2 separate regions of the Drosophila melanogaster genome follow, and region 1 is linked to region 2. The links are chromatin contacts, called in public HiChIP or PLAC-seq maps. All regions are on one chromosome and are shown on one strand. The core of a region is the stretch at or near the end of the contact, and the rest is flanking DNA. Distances in the headings are between cores, read along the strand shown.

What was found. HiChIP or PLAC-seq counts read pairs in DNA pulled down with a chosen protein or histone mark.
Region 1: a contact with region 2 is called in a POLR2A S2P HiChIP or PLAC-seq map of the Kc167 cell line, with 4 times the contacts expected there. The contact joins the promoter of Dbp80 here to the enhancer-like site in region 2. A contact is called at or near these places in 13 of 107 Hi-C or Micro-C datasets (the Kc167 cell line, the ML-DmBG3-c2 cell line, the S2 cell line and 3 more) and 2 of 6 datasets of contacts at active chromatin or transcription factors (the Kc167 cell line and the S2 cell line).

The regions. Positions count from the first base shown.
Region 1 is chr3L:27,275,675-27,281,906 of dm6, forward strand. It overlaps Dbp80 (Dead box protein 80), which reads left to right and starts at 3,642. Exons shown (of 12, transcript NM_001276241.1): 1 at 3,642-3,748; 2 at 3,807-3,865. The coding sequence starts at 3,701.
Region 2 is chr3L:27,138,678-27,144,711 of dm6, forward strand. It overlaps vtd (verthandi), which reads left to right. Exons shown (of 9, transcript NM_001300711.1): 3 at 1,442-1,565. Among named protein-coding and RNA genes, the nearest start is that of vtd, 5.2 kb to the left of the region's middle. Within about 2 kb of position 2,619, at least 6 of the 39 cell types and tissues checked have an H3K27ac peak or open chromatin away from gene starts, as enhancers often do. A contact at or near this core is called in the Kc167 cell line, where this site is marked.

The DNA of each region.
Region 1 (6,232 bases), core at 2,392-4,891, 140 kb after region 2:
ATTGGTAGTTCTAGGTGATTTTAATATACCTGGCACATGACTTTATTGACGGCTTGCTCGACTTATCGTTGTCGCAAGTTAATTATATTCCAAACTCTCTTGGTCGACTGTTGGATCTATGTTTTGTAACAAGTCCTGAAAGTGTGTTTCTGTCTTACTCAACCAGAAGATCCATATCATCCTACTTTCGAGGTGGCAATCGACATAGGTACTGTATTAAAAGTAAATTCAGAGAAGTCAACAAAGCGAATTCCCTGTTTTCGCAAGGCAAATTTTCGGAGGCTAAACAATTTAATAGCTGGCTTTAATTGGTCTGATCTTTACTTCTGCAAAATTAATTAAATCATTTTTTGACTCTTGTGTTCCGATGTACCATCAGTCAATCTCTAAACCTCCTTGGTTTAATAAAGAGTTGACACACCTAAGAAATGTAAAGTCCAGACTCTAAATAAAATTTAAAAATACCGGTTCTCAGTTCATCCTTTGTAAATATTTAAGCGCTCGGTTAAACTTTACCGTGCGTAATGCTCAGTGCTACAAAATTATTTAAACCGTTGTAAGTTCCAGTTTGCACAGGATCCGAAACAGTTTTATAATTTCGTTAGCACTAAGCGAAAAACAATTTCTTACCCTATCTCGCTATTTTTTGAAAACACTACGGTAGCATCGGATCAGGCAATAGCCGATATATTCGCCAAGTTTTTTTAAACAACATATTCAACTTTACCTCATTACGAACAGCCATACTCTTATGCGGTATCTAAGTCGCTGTGTGCTCAGATTCTGTGCGGAAGCCTTACTGAAGCCTTTACTGAAACTCTTTACCTTATCTCTGGAATCTTTACAATTCCCTCATATATGGAAGGAGTCCTTTGTGATTCCTCTTCATAAAAAAGGTAGCAAACTGGATGCAAGCAATTACAGAGGAATCTCTAAATTGTCGGCTATCCCAAAACTTTTTGAAAATGTTATCACTCCTCATTTGCAGCACCTTTGTAGATCAATTATATCACCGTGTCAACACGGTTTTATGAAACGCAGATCAACAATCACTAACCTCTTGGTGCTTACTTCTTTCGTAATACAGGGTTTCAAAAATAATCTTCAAACAGATGTCATCTATACTGATTTTACGAAAGCATTTGACTCTGTTAATCATTACCTTCTAATAAGAAAACTTGATCTTTTAGGTTTCCCTGTTGATCTTCTAAATTGGATTTCAAGCTATTTGAATGGCAGGACACAACAAGTCCTCTTTAAAAATTCTTTATCTTCTATTCTCCGAGTCACATCCGGTGTCCCACAAGGGAGCCATCTTGGTCCGCTTCTTTTTACCTTATTCATCAACGACCTCCTCTTAGCAATAAAACATCCGCGTGTACTTATGTACGCAGACGATGTTAAATTATGCCTCCAGTACAAGGACACTTCGTGCCATTTGGACTTACAATCCGATCTAGATCGATTTCAAATATGGTGCCGTGATAACGTGTTAGACTTAAATGGCAAGTGTAAAGTTATGACCTTTTGTCGTGCCAACCCAATACGCATGACTTACACTCTAAGTGGATGCAATGTGGACAGAATAACACGAATTGATGATATATGGTGTTCTTCTGGACCCAAAACTAAACTTTTTTTGACCATATTTCGTCTATTATCAATAAGGCCAGGGGTGTCCCTTTTATAAAATGGTGGTCTTAGGAATTTGATGATTCCTTACTTGACTAAAACCTAACTTATTTCGTTAGTCCGTCCGATTCTCGAGTAAGGATCAACTGTTTGGAGTCTACAATACGCAGTCCACTCGGACCGCATGGAATCGGTCCAAAAAAACTTCTTACTTTTTGCCTTGGGGCGCCTTAATTGGGATGCAAACCGTATATTACCTCCTTATTCCAGTAGACTACTTTTAATTAATTTACCGTCCCTAGCTAACCGTAGAACTACGCTTGGAATAGTCTTTATTTGTAAGTTTATTCGTGGGGATGTTGAGAGTCCCGACTTGATTCGGCTTAACTTCTCGGTTCCAAGTAGGTTCACCAGAAACGATATACCCCTTATTTTAAATCATTCTAGATCTAACTATGAGTTGCATGACCCTTACAGAGTTTTATGTTCTGACTATAATAGACTTTATTCTATTATCTGTAATCTTGACTCTCTGCCGCTCTTTAAGCAATCGATTTTAACTTTTTTATTACATAATTGGATCCTACTAACACTAATATTTAATATGGTTATTTTACATTATATTCATTTCCTCGTTCCTGTTCTTTTTTATATCGCGTCTATCCCCTCGGGAATCGAGCTGTACGATATACGGCAGCGCCCTTGGACGGTTGGGCGGGAGGTGTGGCCGTTGGACCCGTGTAGTTGTTTTTCCTGTCCTTAACCACGATACCTATAGAACCCAGAAAAAATTTTAATTTACGTGATTATACCCAAATTGACATATTTACTACATACTAATTATTTTCAGTTACAACGTTTCTGTTAAGTCTCGTTATTATTGGGGATTACATTTGCATCCAAATTATACCCAATCTTCTTACTGATACAGCGATTTTAACCTAAATTGTTGTAAGATATAGTAATAGTTGCTATCTTCAAAACATGTAAGGAAAGATACTAGATGATACTGATACTAGATACATATGTATATGAATTATTCATTTTCATTGTCTAAAGCTACTATGATAAATTTACTAATATTTATTTACCACTCTCCCGTTAGGGCGAGGGTCACAATATTCAAGTATTTATTAGAATCCGGTCCCGGTTCACCGCGTGAGAACTGCTTGTGTTAACTTCTCCGTTTGTATAGTCATGAAGTCGTACCGTTGCGTCTGTCCTAACAGTCGTTGGTACAAGAATTAGAATACCGTAACCTAAAAAGATATAAAAAGATTGGAAGCTCTATGACATAAAGACGACTCTGCTATTGATCCTGATCAAAAATATATATACGTTATATGGTCGGAAACGTTTCCATCTGAGTGTTATATACTTTTCAACGAATCTAGTGTAATGTGGAGATAAATTTAAAATTTCTGAGAAGGGACCTAATCAAGGGAAGGGTGTACATTTGACTCATGAAATTAACATAAAAGTATCGCATTGTGCGCTGGTCTCTTAGCATAATGCTTGTCATGCCATGGAGAGATAATCTTGTGGGGGGAAATCTACTTAAGATGCTTAGCCGGCATCCATATGCTGCACGTCCTTCTGCCCAAGTCCTCATCAGGTATGTGGCACTTATATGGCGCCGAGACCGATCCAATGAGTCTTAACGTAATAACTGGAACACTCCTAAAAGATCATTGTAACATCATTATAACCAAATATTTTTTTGAATATATGATATCATATAAGATTATATATCGTATTTATTTAATCATATTGAAAGTTAAGAAATCAATGCTTATATTAAATTATATCTGGTTTACATATTACATGCTCGTCTAAAATTCAGACTATTTCGGCAATTTTTGTAAAACCTCTCAAGCTTTTCCAACCAGTCTTATGATGAATGTTAGAATTCGGTGTAAAACAATACAATAAATTATGAAAGTGTGTTCTGGATGAAGCTATGTGGAAATAGGCTATTATTTAACATGTCAGTGTAATTATTTTTAGGAAAGACCAGTTGGTCACTCTGACGTTAAAAATAAAAGTAACTTATTAATTCTATTTAAACATGGGTGATTGGGCTAAAAAAGCAGAGGACCAGGAGGTTTCTAAGCTGGTATTTGCCTTTTATTATAATTGTTTGTAAATATATTTTTCCCACTCGTTTTATTTAGGTCGACAAACTTAACCTAGACTCTAAATCTGGAGAAGAAACCGATTTCGACGTCGCTGAGTAAGTTTTGCTATAAATATTACATCCACATGCATTACTGTATTAATTTAGTATTTTACTATTTTATATCTTAATAAATGACCTGGAAAAGATTAAAAGATATTTAAAAAAGATTTAAATTATTTATAATTCCTTTTAAATTATTCGGTTCATCTTTGTTTACTTTTACAAGCTCTCTAAGAGCGTTAATTTATACGAGTGCGTACCGGCAGACCTTAAACAATGTCGCACCAAAGACACTAGATTATTCTAGGGTCTTTGGTCGCACCAACGTTTTTGTACCAGCAGTCATGATACTCCATGCGATTTAACCGCAACTTCACGAAAAAACAACAATTTTTGGCTTCTGGCTACATAAGTCATTTAATCCATATTAAGCATTTTAAACAAAACATGATTTTGTGGGTGTGCAAAATGAATGCCTTTGAAAACAAATCAACTCTTTATTAATTTCCTTTAAAAATATTCTAATTTATATATACAGTTTGTCAAGAAACTGTTTACACACTGTGAAATAAGTTGAATTTTTGACTTTAAAGCTAAAAATTAAGGCTTTTTTGCTTAATTAAACGCAATTTTTTTATTCAATATAATTAAACAATATTTATTTTACTTATAAATCAAAAAACAAATTAAAAATATTCAATATACAAGAAAATAAACAAGAAATTCCAAACTTTTGAGACTGTCAAGAAACTCTACACATTTTGTTTTCCTGCTTTGTTTTGCTCTTTTCCTTAGAACTCGGTTTTTCCGTTATTTTTCTTTGCATTTCTTTTTACAACGCTTCTATTGAAATTTTTTGACATTGCTTGGGAAATTTTGCTGATCGAACGTGCTTAAAGTAAATTATTAAATTTGATAAAATGCCTGGAAAGAGATTAACTTTTGAAGTTACCCAATTAATAAACTATAACCACCAGTTGGGAAAATAAATTCCAGAATTAGTATAAATGTTTTCTGTATCCCGTAAAACCGTCTACAATGTTTTAAATCGCTCGGAAAAAGAGGGCAGGCTTGAACCTAAGAGTGGTGGTGGGCGGAAAACCAAAATTAACCAAGTCAACCTACGCCATAGGTACTCTCAAGAGTTGCAATAAAAAAGCCTTTGCTGTCAGATGCCAATATTGAAAAGCGTCATTCATTCGCTGTGAGCAATGTGGATCATCCGGAAGAGTACTGGGATGACGTCATATTTTGTGACGAAACTAAAATACTGCTCTTTTATAACGATGGGCCAAGCAGAGTATGGCGCAATAGTCAAATAGTGGGAAAAGATCCCGCTTGAATATGACCTCCAAAAACTTATCTATTCCATAAAAAAAGTGTCCAACTTGTAGCCAATGACAATGGGGAACATACTACTAAAACTTTTAAAATTTTAATGAAATAATTTAAAAATTTAGTATTAAACTTCGATTTAGTGTTTTGTGTAAAGAGTTTCTTGACAGTCTCAAAAGTGTGTAAACTTGGAATTTCTTGTTTATTTTCTTGTATATATAATATTTTAAATTTGTTTTATGATTTATAAGTAAAACAAATATTGTTTAATTATATTTTATAAAAAAATTGCGTTTAATTAAGCAAAGAACCCTTCATTTTTACCTTTAAAGTCAAAAATTCACTTATTTCACAGTGTGTAAACAGAGTCTTGACAAACTGTATAAGTGTCATCTAATTTTTTTCTGCACCCCATATAAGCTTTCCATTTATAGAATTATTCAACTTTTGAGGGAAACAAATTTCCAAAGCTCTCGCTTAAACAGTTTTCTAAATATCACATCAAAGATTTTTTCTCAAGGGGCGATCTGGTGACGCGGAGTGTACATGTGTACATATAAAAAAAACTTATCTTACCCATTACTCACTCGTGTAGTAAATGGGTATACTAGATTCGTTAAAAAGTATGTAAAACGTAGGAGGTTGTATTTCCGAACATGTAAAGAATATATATAATTGATAAGGATCAATAGCCAAGTCGATCCATGTCCTTCTGTTTGTCCGTTCATAAACGTCGAAATCTAAGGAACTATAGGAGCTAGAAGGTTGAGATTAAACATACAGATTTTAGAACTCCAACGCAGTCCAGGAATAGCTGCATGCAATCAAAAAATGTACTGCTAAATGGAATGTGGCCATTAACTCGTCAAAGTCAGCCTGTGTAACTTTTTCCCTGCGGCCCGGAACTTGCACAGGTCTGACTTTCGATAGAAACCCCATCATCAATGTCACATCGCACTGCTACCTAGGAGTTCATCTAGATCGGAGACTGACCTAGAGGGCCCACAGCACGTCAGTCTAATTTAAGTTACTGGCGAAGCTAAAAAAGCTCGACTGGCACTTCCACTCCAGCAAACTACAAATGAG
Region 2 (6,034 bases), core at 1,369-3,868:
TGGGCAAACGTTAAAAATGAATTTTAAAGGATGGGCAAACGAAATTATTTAGTTTTAAAAGGTGGGCAATCGAAATTATTTAGTTTTAAGAGTGGGCAAACGAAAAAAACAAATTTTAAAGGGTGGGCAAACGAAATAATTTATTTTTAAAGGGTGGGCAAACGTTAAAAATGAATTTTAAAGGATGGGCAAACGAAATTATTTAGTTTTAAAAGGTGGGCAATCGAAATTATTTAGTTTTAAGAGTGGGCAAACGAAAAAAACAAATTTTAAAGGGTGGGCAAACGTTAAAAATGAATTTTAAAGGATGGGCAAACGAAATTATTTAGTTTTAAAAGGTGGGCAATCGAAATTATTTAGTTTTAAGAGTGGGCAAACGAAAAAAGACAAAAAGGGTGGGCAAACGAAATAATTTATTTTTAAAGGGTGGGCAAACGTTAAAAATGAATTTTAAAGGATGGGCAAACGAAATTATTTAGTTTTAAAAGGTGGGCAATCGAAATTATTTAGTTTTAAGAGTGGGCAAACGAAAAAAACAAATTTTAAAGGGTGGGCAAACGAAATAATTTATTTTTAAAGGGTGGGCAAACGTTAAAAATGAATTTTAAAGGATGGGCAAACGAAATTATTTAGTTTTAAAAGGTGGGCAATCGAAATTATTTAGTTTTAAGAGTGGGCAAACGAAAAAAACAAATTTTAAAGGGTGGGCAAACGAAATAATTTATTTTTAAAGGGTGGGCAAACGTTAAAAATGAATTTTAAAGGATGGGCAAACGAAATTATTTAGTTTTAAAAGGTGGGCAATCGAAATTATTTAGTTTTAAATGGTGGGCAAACGTTTTTTATTGGAAATTTTTATTTTAAAGAGGTGGGCTAAGGAAATTGGTTGTATTTTAAATGTGGGCAATCGAAAAAAAAATTTTGTTAAAGGTTTTTTAAAGGGTGGGCAAACGATAAAAACTAATAATAATGGTTGGGCAAACGTTTTTTGTTGATAATATTTGGTTTTAAGAGATGGGCAAACGATTTACTCTCTGATTAGACCGAGGTAAACTTAAAAGCCTTATATTTTCTAAAGTATAAATTTTTTCAAAATTCTAAAGGGTGGGCAAACGTGGGCAAACGATGTTATTGCGATTTAAAAAAAAAAATTTTGAAAAAAGCGAAATTTTTGATTTTCGAAAATTTTCGAACCTTTTCGAAAATTCATATCTCAAAAACTGGACGTGGGCAAAAAAAACTAATTGGTGGGCAAACATGGGCAAAAAATGGGCAAACGATTCCAGCTTTCAAATTTAAAAAATTCGATTTTTCCGACCCCAGCTTCTTTGAGCTTACATATATATATGAATTAAAATATTATTTGATGTTTTTAAACGAGATTCGTAGTTTTGCGAACTTTTGAATTTTTTGAATGTTTGCTTATACTGTTCTATTTTAGGATAAAATATTTGATAATGACGTTTTGGAAAATATTGAGTCTCTGGATCCACATTCATTGGACGCCCATGCTGATATGCCTGGTTCTCGATTGGATGGTGATGGGTTTGGAGATTCTTTTGGACGTAAGTATAATCAATATCATCAATTACAAATGATATTAGCTGGATATATATATGGATAAACCGCGTAAAAGTAGAAATCTAAGAAATATATCCTCAAATATATATCAGTCGAAAGTATCCTTAAAAAAATTAATTCAGTTGTAAAATACTCCGTCATAAAAGTTGCCTTAGTCTAGTAATACACTTTCTTCAGTCTGTTGTTTTTTTCTTATTTGTCATCTGTCATCCATATGGATTTGAATATCTTAAATGCCTCTATAAAATAATTTTTAATCTTATGATCTGATTTATATACTAATGATGCGGTAATGAGCATTAGGAGTTGTGATACAAAAATCATTTGGTACAACCATATTTGGTATGGTGGTATACAGTTACAAAGTATTTTTTAAAATTAATTTGTAACTTAGGCGGACGTAAGTATCTTAAGGTGAAAATTTTCTTTCTTATTACATTTTTTTTTTCTTATTACATTAATGCATAAATATTGTAAAGAGCTTGTTTTCCTAGTTCTGCCACTACGAGTTGAAATGGCTGGCTCAGAGGGTTTTGTCTGTTTGCCCAAATTTATGATTTGTGGGTGATTATGATTATGATTTATAATTCTTCAGCTGTATTGTTTGAATACTGGCTCTGGACTTCTACTGCCATTGTGTGTCAGCTCAATTGAGACCTACGAAGTTATGGTGGCGAATCTGCAAGGTGTATCGTCCGTTAGGTCGAACCAAAGCTCTTACCAGAACCACCTTTGCGAACACCCGAAAATGCACGTATGTTAGAACCACTCCTGAAACAGGACACCAGATTCCACGATCCCTTCTGACCACGCTATGCCCACGTCGTCTCCCAACGGTCCGTCCTGAATAAGCCCTAGGATATTATGGTGGCTTGGCCGCTAGGTGTGTCGTTCCTTAGGTCGAACCAGGGATCTTCCCAGAACCACCTTCGTAGACAGCCAAGAGCACATCTGTTGGGACCGTTCCTCTCACAGGACACTAACCAATGCCTTCACAGTCCCTTCTGACCGCGCCAGGTCCTTGTCCTCTTCCGTGTTCTTGCTGAGCGTTGGTCTGCTCCCTCACTTGCAGTGATCAACCTCGTACTACCGTTCCTAATGCTCACCTTGTGATCTCACTCATTGTCCTTTTTTCTCGGTCTTCTACACCAAATCGAAAGGTCTAGGTGTACATTCTGCGCTTTTCTTTTCTTCTTCTTTTTCTTTCTTCTTGGCTATGAGATGATACTGAGTGTGTGGTCTTAGTGGGCGAACAAGTAATGACCTAGGTAAGGGTCAAAATCTAAAATGTTGTGTTGCTTATCTGAAAGTTCCGAATCAGATGAAACCGTTAATGGGCCAGAAGTGACCAAAAGTTTAGGGGTAGCTTGTAATAGTTTTCGTCGAGATGATTATCTCCTTTCCGCTCCAGACTCGCAGCTTTTAGAGGTGACTCCAAAGCCATAACTATTTTTATACTCGTTTCTCGTCGAGTGAAAGGATATAAAAGGTACTTGGAAGAGTATGTAACAGATAGACGGAGGTGTTTCCGACCAGATAAAGTATATATATTCTTGAGTAGGATCAATAGCCGAGTGGACCTGGCCAAAGACATTAGAATAACAAGATTTTTAATTCGTTTGCTAAGGCACTACTTTCATTTGTGTACTTAATGCATCAACAATCAATTTTTTATACACATTTGTTTTTTTTTTTATTATTTTCAAAAATATTTTCAAAAACTTTAATGTGTATTTTGCAAATATTAAAAAATATATCAGATGGTGCCTGTAGTTTCCCGAAGTCCGAGTCTATTGAGTAGTTATTTTCATGTATAAAAGGCTCTGATGGAGCTGTTAAATGCACGGTACTTTTAAAATTACCGATCTGCATTTATCACAACTGGATCCCTTAGCAATATATCCAACAAAATATCTACTGGAACATTATTGCACAAAAAGTTATCTATATTTTGTTCAAAGTATGTACCTCTCATTGTCTTTTACAATTTTAGAAAATGATACAGAGTATTCTTGTTGTTGTATTTTTTTTTAATGAAAGGCTGATATATTATCGAATCGAACTCAATTGGCATCATAACATCATCATCTGATTCGCAATTCGACTTTTGTGAAAATTTAAAAATGTTTAGAGATGGCAATTATTATTTAAATTCGTTAACTGGAGGATTTCTCCAGTTATCACCTTTTGCTAAAATATGTTTTCAATGGGATTCTGGTTAACTCTACTAGTTAAAAAATAGAAAGTGGTCTGTGTGATCCTTAAATAGATATCTTTGATGAATCCAAATATATCTTTAGCTAAAATAAATAAAAATATTAAAACTGTTTACTGCAAAAGTTATATCTTGAGGCACGAAGTGCGGACACAAGCACTCAACAATCATTGCCTTATAAATTTTTCACACGTCGCAAGCTGAATACTCTAATGACAAATATTCTAATATAAAGTCGTTTTTGAAATTTATTTTGTGATATTATGATTCGGGTGTTACTATTTCTAAGCTATATTTGAATAATAATAACGTTAAGGCAATGCCAAGCAAGAATTTTTGGCATGGTGCCAATTGATCAAAAATAATATATAAGAACTTCTAAGGTGAAGGGCATATTTTGTCAAATTTACAATGCATGAGCATACGTGTGCACTCATACAGCTGTCTGCTACCACTGTATGCGTAGAAAAGAGCTGTTCGCTGAAGCGCTCTCTCGGTCTCGAACAAAAATTCGAGACAGCCTGGAGCCATGTCGAAAATATCGTGTGCCAAAAAATCGTATGGCGTTACGCATCTTGTTATTCTAGTGTCTTTGATCGAACAAAATGAATTTGAATGTTTAACAACGTAAATTTTTTCCGATATTGGACACACCATCGTTCCGAAGCAGATATCCGATAAATTTCCATTGACATAATATGCACACAGGACAATCAATTCATTTATTCAAGGCTTTACCCATACCCTATGGCTATAGTGGATTTCGTGAATAAAGTTGTTATAAAAATAATGATGGTTATAGACTTGCGGAAGTTAAACTTAAAGAAAGATTATTTTTTCGAAACGCCGTGAGGACAATTTGCTGTCGCAATCATCAGAATTGCAATTGCAATTCGTAGTGAGCAGAACCGAAGAAGAGTGGTGTTGATAAAATAGCAGCCATTTCGTAAAAGCAAATCACAGTACAAGCCCATAAGTGAGTGATGTATGTCCATAGATTCCACATTACCCAGAATTTAGCGCAAATTAGTATGGGCCCAAACCACAGTTCAAGCCGCTGGCAGCAAAAACCAAATTAAATGTATTCATGCATCGTTATAGGAGATAGGTTGTCCCGATCCAACAACTGTTTAAAAACTGAAGTGAGGGTGCTATTCCAGTACACGAGTTAATCTCTAAGCTGATTAGAGGGTTAGTGTATTGGGTATTGAATGTTGATGAAACTCCACCGACGACGCGGTTTGAAGCGATAATCTCCAAAACCGCATCTGCGTCCGATCCAGAGAACGACAAATGAGAAAATGAGAAAAACGCGACAAAAATGAAGAGAAATTTAGATGAGAGTGGCAAAACAAAAATAGCACTCTGCCGGTGGGCCTACTTGACGTCGACTATGTCAGCTTATCCTTGAAAAATTTAGATACAGCTTTCAGCTTTATGGCTACCGTAAATTTATGCCAAGATGCAGAAACCTTTTTCTAAGCAGAACATTGAATAGTTCACAAAACCAATTGTATGCCTTTTGTTATTGTTGTGCGGTTTATGAAACAATTTATGACGAATTTTGGGGTAATGATTCAGCAACTGTTGTTGCAACTAAATTTTCTCATGGTTCAATACAGACGATTTGAAATTTAGAATTTAAGATTAGAAAAAGACTTCTTAGTTGTTGTATTTTACCCATCAGCTGATCAGCCTTGATGTGCGAATCAATGGTCACTACAAAGCTATTAAACTGTCAGAGAAGATATGACACAAGGTTCGAAATTGGATAGCATTAACTTCGATATTGCACTCAGAACACGAGTAAAGAGACATAGCAGCGCAACAAAGTTTTACCAGAGTTCGTGTTCTTGGCTGAGCTCCGGAAAAATACTAAAAAAAAGTGGATGAACTAGAGAAAATGCGTAAAAGCTCCGTAAATCAAGGAAACGACTGGTTCTCAAACTTCTCAACACGCGATATCAACGTAGAAACGAAACCAACAAAGAGCAACCTCTACTGACCGTCAACAGCAAGAGGACGAGCTATTGTTCTCCCATTCTGCTCACCCCAACTCCTACATCATCGAGATACCAATACCAAACCCCACCACTGCCGGCTTTGATGGCAGACGCTCCAACAACGAACAGGCCTTAAATCCCTGCTGTCGCAACAATAGCACCACCAAATCAACTACCAATATTGCGGCGCCGACAGCAACAAACCTTGGCCAGCTCCGATAGGCAACAGCGATCC